2 separate regions of the Danio rerio genome follow, and region 2 is linked to region 1. A link is a contact called in public Micro-C data. All regions are on one chromosome and are shown on one strand. The core of a region is the stretch at or near the end of the contact, and the rest is flanking DNA. Distances in the headings are between cores, read along the strand shown. Region 1 overlaps arhgap35a (Rho GTPase activating protein 35a). Region 2 overlaps arhgap35a (Rho GTPase activating protein 35a).

Region 1 (5,776 bases), core at 1,498-3,997:
AGAAAATTCAGATATTCTGAAAGCTCTTATAAATAATCTGATGGTGAAAATAATCATTTGTTTAAAAAACGCTTATTAATTTTATTATTTGTTTTTAGTGTTATCTCACTAATTACAATACAACGTTCAATCTTCTATCTATAAGATCTATCAGGGGGTTAAAGCCTAAACATTACATGCAGTCAGCTCTACAATTTCTATAGAAAGTGTCTAAGGGTGTATTTCCCAGTTCGTTTGACTAGTGTGAGTGCTCCGAATCAGGCCCAGGCACGGTTCAGTTGGCCGGCCTTGGCCCGGTTGGCAGAGGTGTGCCAAATCACGGTTTGGTTGGACTGGTGCGGTAAGCTTGTAGTGTGAGTGCAAAGCGCACCTGAGCCTGATATTGAAGGCACAATGTCACTTTTAAGGGACTGTTTCATATAGATTTATTAATGATTCTCACTGTTCAATGAACACGAACTGTCATAGTTTAGTAAAGCTACACATCAACTGCACCTTCAGCAAACCTCCTAATACCTGCAGCATGATGACTATGATAATTTATGAGCGTCAAATGTTGTGGATCTGTTCTGCTAAATATTTGACTGTGTATCACTGCATCACAAATGACAAAAAAATAATACAAAACAATATAACTAAAGCAATGTCCACTGTGCTGAGCGAGAGCGCTTCTCTTCTGTTAAACTAAACCAGGGGTCACCAATCTCGGTCCTGGAGGGCCGGTGTCCCTTCAGGGTTTAGCTCCAACTTCCTCAACACATCTGCTTGGGTGTTTCAAGTATACCTAGTAAGATCTTGATTAGCTTCATCAGGTGTGTTTAATTAGGGTTGGAGCTAAAATCTGCTGGACTCCGGCCCTCCAGGAACAAGTTTGGTGACCACTGAACTAAACAGTCGCATCATCAATAACGTAATCTTGCTCAGGCCATTGGGGGATAGGGGAGGGGGGACATTTGCTCTTCGGTGCAGTTCAAGGCAACTGTGCCGAGTGTGCATACGCCCTAAATTGTACTGCTTCCAAATGCTTTAATGGAAGTTTTATGGTAGCAGGGTAGAAGACACAATGTTAGGGCACAACTAAATGTCATGTTTTTGGTTCATAAAATATGCAATATTTCCACAAATATCAGTATTATTTCATGGGAAAAGTAACTGTTTTACATTTTGGTTGAATTAGCAGCTAATTTGTATGTGATTATGTAAGACGTTCACCAATTAGCCAGGTTTTATCAGTCTAAGCATTGGGTAAAACACTTGTTTTTACTCTACAGAAAATTGTATTTGTGCTTTTGTTACTTTACAGAAATTAAAAGGACACAAGTTTTTAGATTTCCCATCAAGAGTGTTTTAAACTGTTTAAGTTTTGACTTTGACTGACCTCCTGTGTGTGCATTCGGTCACCCTCTAACCATACTTGTTGTGGGAAAAGTGAACACCTTTGAAGCATGAAGAAAATAAATGTGTTTGTGTCTCATTCTGTGTTCCCTCTCGGCCCCCTGCAGAAATCAATGATCGAGAGCATCGTCTCCACACCATGAAGGACGTGCTCCGCAGGTTCCCTCGAGAGAACTACGATGTCTTCAAATACGTCATCACTCACCTGAACAAGTGAGAATGAGAGCAACTCGCAATCTAACTCACTCCCATAACCACTTTCCGTTCTCATTATTCCTCTTTTTCGTTTTCCTCAGGGTGAGTCTAAACAGCCGACTGAACCTGATGACCAGCGAGAATCTGTCCATCTGTTTCTGGCCGACGTTAATGAGGCCGGATTTCACCACCATGGATGCTCTGACGGCCACGCGCACCTATCAGACAATCATCGAGACCTTTATCCACCAGTGTGCTTTCTTCTTCTACAATCAACCCTTCGCCGACACACCTAGCGGACTGCCGGGACAGCCCGCCTCACCCACAGCCACTTTGTCTTCTGGCTCCGCCTACTCTACCAGTTATGCCTCAATACAACCCGTAGCCCCGCCCTTTAGTCCCGCTCAACAATCCCCACCTCATTCTCCACCACCAACCCCTCAATCCCCAATCCAGAGCCTGCTGCCGCCTCTGCACCCCCATCACACCCCTACAGAACAACACATGCTGTGAACCTGGAGATTAGGAGGACAACTTTGGGAGCACTGAAAGAGATTAATTGAATGGAAGAAATATCCGAGATTGCACGGCCGTGCCAGACTTATCACAAGCGAAAGCAGTAGAGGAACAAGAAAGAAAGAGGTCAAGAGCTACGTCAACCACACTTCATCGCCCTCTTTCTGCATCATGCTACTCCGTAAATTGCAGCGCCGCTCTGCTCTTGGCCCTTTACGCTCCTCAAACACGCAGACAGCTGCACATGAAGTGTGGTTCACCCAATCCCAGATCTCCTATGGGTCCATGTGACTTGCAAACATCTCCAGCGGAGTCAGTTTGGGGACAAAAGGGGCTAAAACTCAACTCGTATTTGAGTGACCACTCTAGACAAGGTGGTCTATATATTCACCAGATTGTTGTCGTAGCTTTCGACCACTGTTCATTATCAAATTATGATTTGAAAACCCTTTTTTTTTCTTTTTTTTTGAAGCAGCAACACGACCACATTCCTACCCCTTATTTATCCTGTTTTGCTTGTAACGGCCTTTTAAAGAAAGACCAAAAAAAAAAAATCAATCGAAACTAGAACTTGACAAACTGGATCAAGTTTTGCTGGGAAGGATATATGTGTGTGGAATGCTTTCGCACAGCATTCTGGGATTTGAAGTTTTTTTCCTCTCACTCGATCCTCCAGAATATGCTGGAAGACTAACGCTTCTTTTACTGCAGAATGTCCTCACAACCACACAACCCCTCGATTTCCTGCTCCACGAGGATCTTCGGTGTCTGTTCATTTGGGAGTTGTATTGTTGTTGTTATGACATGTTTCAGGAAGTTTTGCTCCCCCCTTTCTAGCTAGACTTGTGGGCCATTTTTTTCTGCTGAGTTATGACTTGTAAGGGATGGGTTAAAGTGTATGGTTATTTAGAGGAGAGATATGACCATTAACCATGAAATGCGAGTTCTGGAAGGTAAAGGAAGGTTGCACTTGAGAAAACATTGTACCAATTCAGATGGAATACGTAAACTGTTGGTGAAATATAAGGTGGGATGGAAGTAACGGCTTATGGGGAAAGATAATGTCTTTAAGGCCAATTCACACCGCGCCAACAGACGCTGACCAATGACAACAATCTTTAGTTCTCGAAGTTTCAGTGTGATTCCTCTGTTGGCGTTGCTCAGAGCATGTTGTCGCTGATTGAACATGTTTAGACAACATTCATCAGTTCACAAAATGTCTGAGAAGTGGATTCCAGTAATCTGGTGATTGTTTGAATCAGTCAGTCTAGTGTGATTTGGCAGTTTATTGTGTGAAAACAGCATGTGGTGCGCTGATTGTATGCTAATTATTAGCTTGCAGCTAGTAGCTTTTTGTCAAGACTAACTAAATCAGTACTTCAGAGTTGATCTCCGAAGGGTGACATTGTTTATAAAATCCTACAAGTTTTTAAACGGGAAACAAAAACGGGACAGTTAATGTGACAACACTACCACCCAGTGGATAAAGCAGGTATTGCATGCCAATATTCAGCTCGTTTTCATCCTAATACTACATTTTTGTTTTGTTTTTGTCTAGAAAATGCTGGACGCATTTGAAAACACACAATTCACTTTGCAGCAGAAAGAAACAAAAAAAAAAATCAGACGTTAAATGGTTGCTTGTATCAATATTCCCCAGCACTTATTCTTTCTATTGCGTGAGTTTACTCACTCCAGATTGGTAATGGATCATTTTCTATGACCTGTGTTGATTTGAACTCAATCGAACAGTCTGTTTGTTGTGAGCCGTGATTTTCAAGAGAAGCAGATTTTGTCAAACTGTGAAACAATCACGTGTATGAAGATCAATGAATGTATCCACAGCAGATTTCACTTCATTTTTGTGCATATCTCTCCCTGTGATACTTGTTAATCCTAACTGCAATCGACCTGAACCTTTTTAGACGTAGGTCGGCATCTGCTCTGACTTCTGATTGGCTGTTTTTACTCAAACACTATGTCTTTTGCCCCCAGAGAGCAAAAGTAATGGTATATTTTGGGAAATCGGGAGCTGTGTGGCCTATACGCCCCTGGTACTTTGTGTATGAATGCTGCATTTCTCTGTATTTTCAGTGTATTCCTTCAGATCCGACTGTCCTTCGCAGCCAAAGACTGTGCTTTGAGAAAAATAAAAAAAGGCAGGGAGAGACAACGAAATGCGATATGACAAACGTGTATTAAAATGTGACATTGGTTCAGCAATCCTATTTGGCTGCATCACTTTATTTTGTTCTATGTTCATTTTCATTTTTGGTTTTCAACAATGGTGACAGATTAAGTTAAAGGAGAAAGGAGCAAAACTATATTCAGAATGGTTGTTTATTTGTACGTTAGGGGGTCTGACACTTTGCCCAGTAGTCAATGGTGATAGAGGAGATTTTCTTTTTATGTTTTTTTTTTTAATTATTAAAAAATGAGGCAACATTTTTAAAGTTTTTTTTTTTTTTTTTTTTTTTTTTTTTTGTGAATGGTGTAAAGGCCAACAATGATGTACTGCATGATTCAAGACCAGGTCAGAGAGAGGGGGTTACCACTCTCAGTATTAAAAATACAAAAGAAAGAAAAAAAAAAATTGTACAATGAAAAAAAAATACTGAAGTAAATGAAGTTACATTGACAAAAAACATGCCAAGAAGTTGGTAATTAGTCTCAATGGGAATGGTGTATAAACAGTAAGGCCTTCTGTGACCTGTATTATAGTTAATAAATCAATCTTGTAAAATGTGTCTCTTGTCTTTGCTTATGTTGCACAATGTCAATTTCACATTTAAATGTTTTTGATCACATAGTAAATAACTAACTAACTATATATATATATATATATATATATATATATATATATATATATATATATATATATATATATATATATATATATATATTTCATGAAAATATTTTTTCAACACATTTCTTAACAATAGTTTTAATAACTCATTTCTAATAACGGATTTATTTGATCTTTGTCATGATGACTTGAAATAATTTTGACTAGATGTTTTTCAAGACACTTCTATACAGCTAAAAAGTGGCATTTAAAGGCTTAACTAGGTTAATTAGGTTAACTAGGCAGGTTAGGGTAATTAGGCAAGTCATTGTATAACAATGGTTTGTTCTGTGGACTATCTAAAAAAAAATAGCTTAAAGGGGCTAATAATTTTGACCTTAAAATAGTTAATAAAAAAAGTAGTACACCCCTCACAAATCCATCGTTTAAATTCATATTTTAAATAGCAATCTATTCATAAGGTCATGATTCTCACTCATTAAATAATGTCTTCGTATAGTTTTTATTTTTGATTTGTCAGTGAAACAAAACATGTTTCGGCACAATGCCTTACTCAGTGTGTGACAATTCTCACTTTGCCCTTTTATCCCACAATCAATCAGATTACATCATTAGTTAGACAGCCACTCAATAATTAAAAACAATCTAATTTTCATTTCGGTATACTATAATTAACCACACAAGAAATATTTACCTTCACCTTTAAAAACATTATTTCACTGTAAAATAACATCAATTATCATCATTCACTTATTCATGTCAACGTCAATGCAATGAATTTCCGGCAGTTTAAAACATTTCACATTATTTGTGATGAAAAAATAAATAAATACAATTTTATATATATATATATATATATATATA
Region 2 (5,776 bases), core at 2,426-4,925, 76 kb before region 1:
CCCCATTTTCTACCCGCCGCGCCCGATCCCGCTAAAGAGCGGGGTGGAGAACAAAACCGAAAATCACCAAACTATACAGTCCAGACAGCCTATAACAAGCTGTATGTATAAACACACACACACACACACACACACACAGCACCAAGCACACACACACAGACAAAGCTCTCTCTCTCTTATTCGCGCACTAACACACACACACAGACAAAGCTCTCTATCTCATTCACACACACACACACACACACACAGACAAAGCACTCTCTCTCTCATTCACACACACACACACAAACACACACACACACACACACACACACACACACACACACACACACACACACACACACAGCAGCAAACAAGCTAAACACAGCATCGCGCTATTTCATTTACACACATACATACGCGCGGTCGCTCAAGAGTCGGGAGCGATATTGCTAGACAGCCTGCTCCCGTCCCGAATTAAACCCGTTACCGACCACTTCCGTGATTTATTCGGAAATTTACCTCTAGTCTACATACATGTCCATCCGATTTCCTACATGTTTTGCTGGGAGATCATTTATAATATTGATGCGCCGTTGTTGTATACTTTTAAAGACATTCATCTCAGACTGTTGATGATTGGTCGGTTAACCTGTCAGTTAACATAGTGGGCTGTCCTAGCCCATTCAAAGTTTCAAAGCTCCCAGACCTTCTGCTGTGTAAGGTCTGGCTACGTGAGATTAGCGGGAGTTTGCATGGGATGTGCACTTTAGAATCTCGCCAGAATTAGTAGGTCATCTAGGTACTTCTCGCATACACATTTTCGAATTCCATGAATTTGGACATACTACTCAGCTTGCATACTGATATATATACTGTATAGTATAGAAGTATGCAGTTTCAGATGCAGCCTTTTTGTTTGTGGTGTGTATGTGTGCAGCACTGGGTCTGGTTTCCCTTTGAATGGTTATACCAATACTGTCACCTGCAGGGGTGGAGAGATACATCCTCACTTGCAGGCGCAGAACATATGTTTTTGTTTCTGTCTGCTGTCGTTTGTTCCGTGTGTCCTCAAGCAGCTTTTTGGTCTAGATGGGACAAGACATAGTCAACTCAGGATCACAGTGTGTTCAGTTGGACTTATTCAGTTCATCTGATTTATTTAAAGGAATAGATAATTAATAACTTTACTCCAGATCACATCAGTCCAATCTTTGAGATTTCCAGTTTTTGAAATATCCAAAATGAAGATGGATTAAATTTTCCTTTCTAGATATTGTAAAAGTAATGCTCATATTGATCAAGCAGTAAAACATTCATAATATATATATATATATATATATATATATATATATATATATATATATATATATATATATATATATATATATATTTTTTTTTTTTTTTTCCCTAAGCAGTTAACCCTGTAAGACCAATTGGGTTTGGTTTCATGCTTTACATTGAATTCTTGGAGAAATGTTGCAGTTGAAAACAATGTAATTTTTTTCTGTTCAACTTTTTACATTCCTGTAGTTTAAAACATTTTTTTTAAATCTGCATAGTGTTTACCAGTGCTTTAAGCTCATGTGATTGACTGTACATATTTTAGTAGGGTTCTGAGAAAATGCCTGTGAAATTTCTGGGAATGCTAATGCATTATCTCTCTGGCCTAAACAAACACATTGCAATCCTGTTTGCAAAAAAATTGTGTTAGAGTTGTAATTTGTTTCTCAGGTATAACAGACAGGTTCTGCATATTAGTAGTAAGGCTGGACAGCTGCTCTTCTGAGGACTCTGAGGTTACTGCTGCCCATGGCTGAGTCAGTGCAGGCGGGATGGGGCTAATGGCATTCCCCGTCTGAATGCCCATTTAAAATGGATGAGCAAGCACAAAACCCTCCAACCTCTGGCTGCCTTGGGGCTGTTTTCGCATCTGCCAAAGGCAGAGGCGAGTCTGACCGAGCAAGAAAAACATATACATACTCCCTCTCCTGTTTGTGTGATCTCTCTCTCTGTCTCTATTTTGACAATTAGCCGTTACTTTGAGCAATTCATTTGAGAAAACAGTCATGTAAACTTTTAAAGAGACTGAAGAGAAGTTACACTAGATTACAGACAAGTTGTTTTTACTCTCCAAAGAGCGTAAGCTATTTTTACAGTTTTTTTTCCTATTTCAGATTAAATTTTAGCTGATAATTTTGTGCCGTAAACTCTCATTTAATGCAAGTCTTCCCCTATCCAATCTTGTACATGAATTTCATGTACATCACCATCAGTGATGGGAATAACGGAACTATAAATAAGCGGCCATACTTTTTTCAGTAATCAGTAACCAAATTATTTCCTGCGTTACAACACCATTGCCGTTGCTAACAATAAAATGTGCATTACTATAATTGAGAACCCTGACGTGGTTTGTGAGCAGTGTCTCTCTCAGCCATAGAACCTCTCTTTCTCTCCACTTCACCACCAGTGTGCAGCATCCACTTAGATGATGCGACAGCAGCCAGAGGACAACGCCGCCAGTGTGCTCACCACACGCCAGCTATTGGTGGAGTGGAGAGACGGTAATAGAGCCAATTCGGTGGATGAGGATGATTGGGAGGCCATGATGGGTAAGAGCCGATGGAGGGAATTTGGCCAGGACACCAAGGTTACTCCCTTACTCTTTACGAGAAGTGCTGTGGGATTTTTAAGGACCACAGAAAGTCAGGACACTGGTTTAACGACTCATCCTACCGTAGTGTCCCCCTCACTATATTGGGGCATTAGGACTCACACAGAGCACAGGTAGCGCACCCCTGCTGGCCTCACTAACACCACTTCCAATAGAAACCTAGTTTTTCAATGTGGTCTCACATCCAGGACTAACCAGGCTCAGCCCTGCTTACCTTCAGCGAGTAACCAGTCATGGGCTGCAGGATAATGTGGCTGTAGCGTCATCAGTTACTAACTCGGTTACTATTTGTGAGAAGAAAGTATAACTAACTGCTCTTTTAAAAGAATGTGTGCAACGCTAACCACATTACAATAAAAACTGTGTATGTGCTGGCTACTTTGATTGCAGACTTGAACATAGAAGCTAAGCCATTACTGATTCAGTATTGGTTCATTTGGATCCAGCAAGCCTTTGTAGCCAGAAAAAGTGACAAGAAAATGTTTCTGTACTTTTCATTTGCAGACTAAAACCAGTCATATAGAAAAACTGAGAACAACATTGGGATATAGTTTTTATTTCTGAGTAAGCTAATCCTTTAAAAGGGCAAAAAAAAAATTGATTCTTTGGTTTTTTTTTTTTTAAGCTGCCCTCTTTGAAGGAAACGAGCAGAAAAAAAATGCCCACAGCCATCTGCCAGTGCTGCAGGAACCTAGTTACTGTGGCAACAAGTTAAAAAAAGTTATCTCTAATTGACACCGTGGCAAGTTCAGGTGTTTTCATAGTTTGTTCTCACTCTCTAGAGAGCGAGTCAGATGTCTTGTGCTCGCTTAGCATTTGGTTTCCTTCTCTCTCCCTTTTACTTTCACCCTGATCATCTGTTTTCAGTTGTCTGTTGTCATAAATGCCCAGTTCTTGTCCTCTCTTTCTCGTCAAGAACTTCCGGCCCATGTTTTCCACTGTGTAATTAAACAGAAGGGGAAAGTGCACCATCATCCTCTATTGCTCCAGGAGCGAGCAGCATGTCTGGGCAAATATGAGACTTTTACAACACTCTTAAAGTGAACATGCCCTATTAGTGAACCGCTGCTGCTACCAAGCCCTGTTAACTCCCTGCCAGTTCATTGTTGTTTTTCGGTATGGTCTTCTCTCTTTCTCTCTATCTTGTTGGCTCATGTCAGTTGTGTAGAGATTAAAGTTTATAGGTTTATTACAATGTCATTAAAATGTAAATTACAGTATTGAGGCTTCTCTGTCGGGTTATCAGCAGAACTGCCAACTGACAGGAAGTACGAATCAACAGTCTGGCATGGAAATGAGGTTGATTATGTGCTTTAAAAGGGAGGGTCAAGGCAGTCAGGGAAACAACATGTACATAGATACAGTTGTCAACATTTAAAGCGGTTTCAAAATCTTTCATCAAAGTTGTCCTAAAACTATTAAATAAAGCCTATTCTTGCCTTAGGACAATTTCTTTGATTCATACTGTACATTCATTCATTTTCCTTCAGCTTAGTCTCTATTTCAGAGGTCAGACATCAACTATGTAAGTTTTACACAGCGGACACCCTTCCAGCCACAACCCAGTATTGGGAAACACCCATCCACACTCATTCACAGACACCCATACACCATGGCCAAATTAGTTTGTTATACTTATTCTCTTATATCTCATGCAAACTCCACACAGAAACGAGTGGAAACCAGAAACCAGTGACCTTGCTGTGAGGTGACAGTGCTAACCACTGTGCCACTCTAGGACAATTTTGAAAAACATATTTGATCCATTTCAAATGTTGACTTTTTTTTTAAAAGCAGTATTTCACATCAAAGTTTTCATCCAGTTTTTTTGGTCCAGTTTTTGTTGCCAACCAAAGCTGCTGGGATTTGTAGTATAGTATGTGAGATGATACCCCAACTGAGATGAGATGTTCGACAAATAAATCATAAATTTTACTTGTTTTAATAAATTAATGGCAATCCATTTGGCATGTTTATTATTTGGGCTCAATCCCTATTCTATTTTAACCCTACCCTCTTGGCCCTTGAAACAGGATTTAAATGGGAAGGACTTCAAATTTTACCCCTAAGAAATAGGACACCTCTACAACAACTGCACACGTCACCTGCCTTTGTAGATGGTGTATTTTAGGGAAAATTTTTGCACCCCTTGGTTTCGAGTGTGTTTTTGAAAAATCTTTGTTTCAAGGGCTGTCTAGCCCTTCCCCTTAGTCCTACATCTTCAATTCAGTTCAATTCACCTATATTTGTATAGCGCTTTTACAATGTTGATTGTCAAAGCAGCTTCACATAGAAGATTATAGTAAATTGAAACTCTGTAGTTCAGTTTTCAGTGTTTAAGTTCAGTTCAGTTTAGCTCAGTTCAGTGTGGTTTAATAATCACTACTGAGACTCCAAACACTGAAAAGCAAATCCATCAATGCGCAGCTCTACAAGATGCCGAACCATGCAAGCCAGTGGCGACAGCGGCGAGGAAAAAACTTTACCAATTGGCGAAAGTGAAGAATTAAAAAAACTCTAGAGAAACCTGGCTCAGTTGGGCATGACCATTTCTCCTATGGCCAAACAAGAATGCTGGACCTCGTCTGTCCTTGGAGCGTCACAGGAATCAGTCTCATACTCTCCACTCCTCCATGACCACCACAGCAGCTGCTCAGGATACGACCTGGTCCAGGATTATGAAAACCTTGCGATCATCTCGTCGCTGGTCTTGGATCGAATCAGTGGTGCTGCATAGTCTGAGGGCCTTGGGATGAGTATCCCCAGGTGGAAAAGAGAAGAAAGAGAATGATTAGCGTAGCTGCGGTTTATAAAAGATAGGCCTTCAATCTACTTTTGAACTGCGAGAGTGTGTCTGAGCCTCAGACATTATTAGCAGCATCTTCAAGCTAAGTAGAATTGGGACACCTCTACCTCTTCATATGAACGTGCAAAACGAGGGGTAGGGGTAAGTCACTGCCATTATGGTTCCAGGCACTTTTCATGACTATCATAAAAATAGAAGTGGCATTAGTTATTCATTCATGCAGATATTTTTTGCTTTGCTCTTCAAAGCACTCACGGGTAACACCTGTGATTAAATACAGTTGTAAATCCCAAAGACCAACTGTGTGAATGTAA

Evidence for each region. A called contact is a pair of places that touch in the nucleus more often than the background predicts.
Region 2: a contact with region 1 is called in a Micro-C map of caudal fin, with 3 times the contacts expected there. The contact joins two enhancer-like sites. A contact is called at or near these places in 2 of 18 Hi-C or Micro-C datasets (caudal fin and an unstated tissue).

What each region holds. Positions count from the first base shown.
Region 1 is chr15:9,773,197-9,778,972 of GRCz12tu, reverse strand. arhgap35a (Rho GTPase activating protein 35a) reads left to right here. Exons shown (of 7, transcript XM_001343600.7): 6 at 1,503-1,608; 7 at 1,692-4,853. The coding sequence ends at 2,103. Among named protein-coding and RNA genes, the nearest start is that of npas1, 90 kb to the right of the region's middle. Within about 2 kb of position 2,747, at least 3 of the 62 cell types and tissues checked have an H3K27ac peak or open chromatin away from gene starts, as enhancers often do. A contact at or near this core is called in caudal fin, where this site is marked.
Region 2 is chr15:9,849,935-9,855,710 of GRCz12tu, reverse strand. The region is part of intron 1 of arhgap35a (Rho GTPase activating protein 35a); the gene reads left to right. Among named protein-coding and RNA genes, the nearest start is that of arhgap35a, 80 kb to the left of the region's middle. Within about 2 kb of position 3,675, at least 11 of the 62 cell types and tissues checked have an H3K27ac peak or open chromatin away from gene starts, as enhancers often do. A contact at or near this core is called in caudal fin, where this site is marked.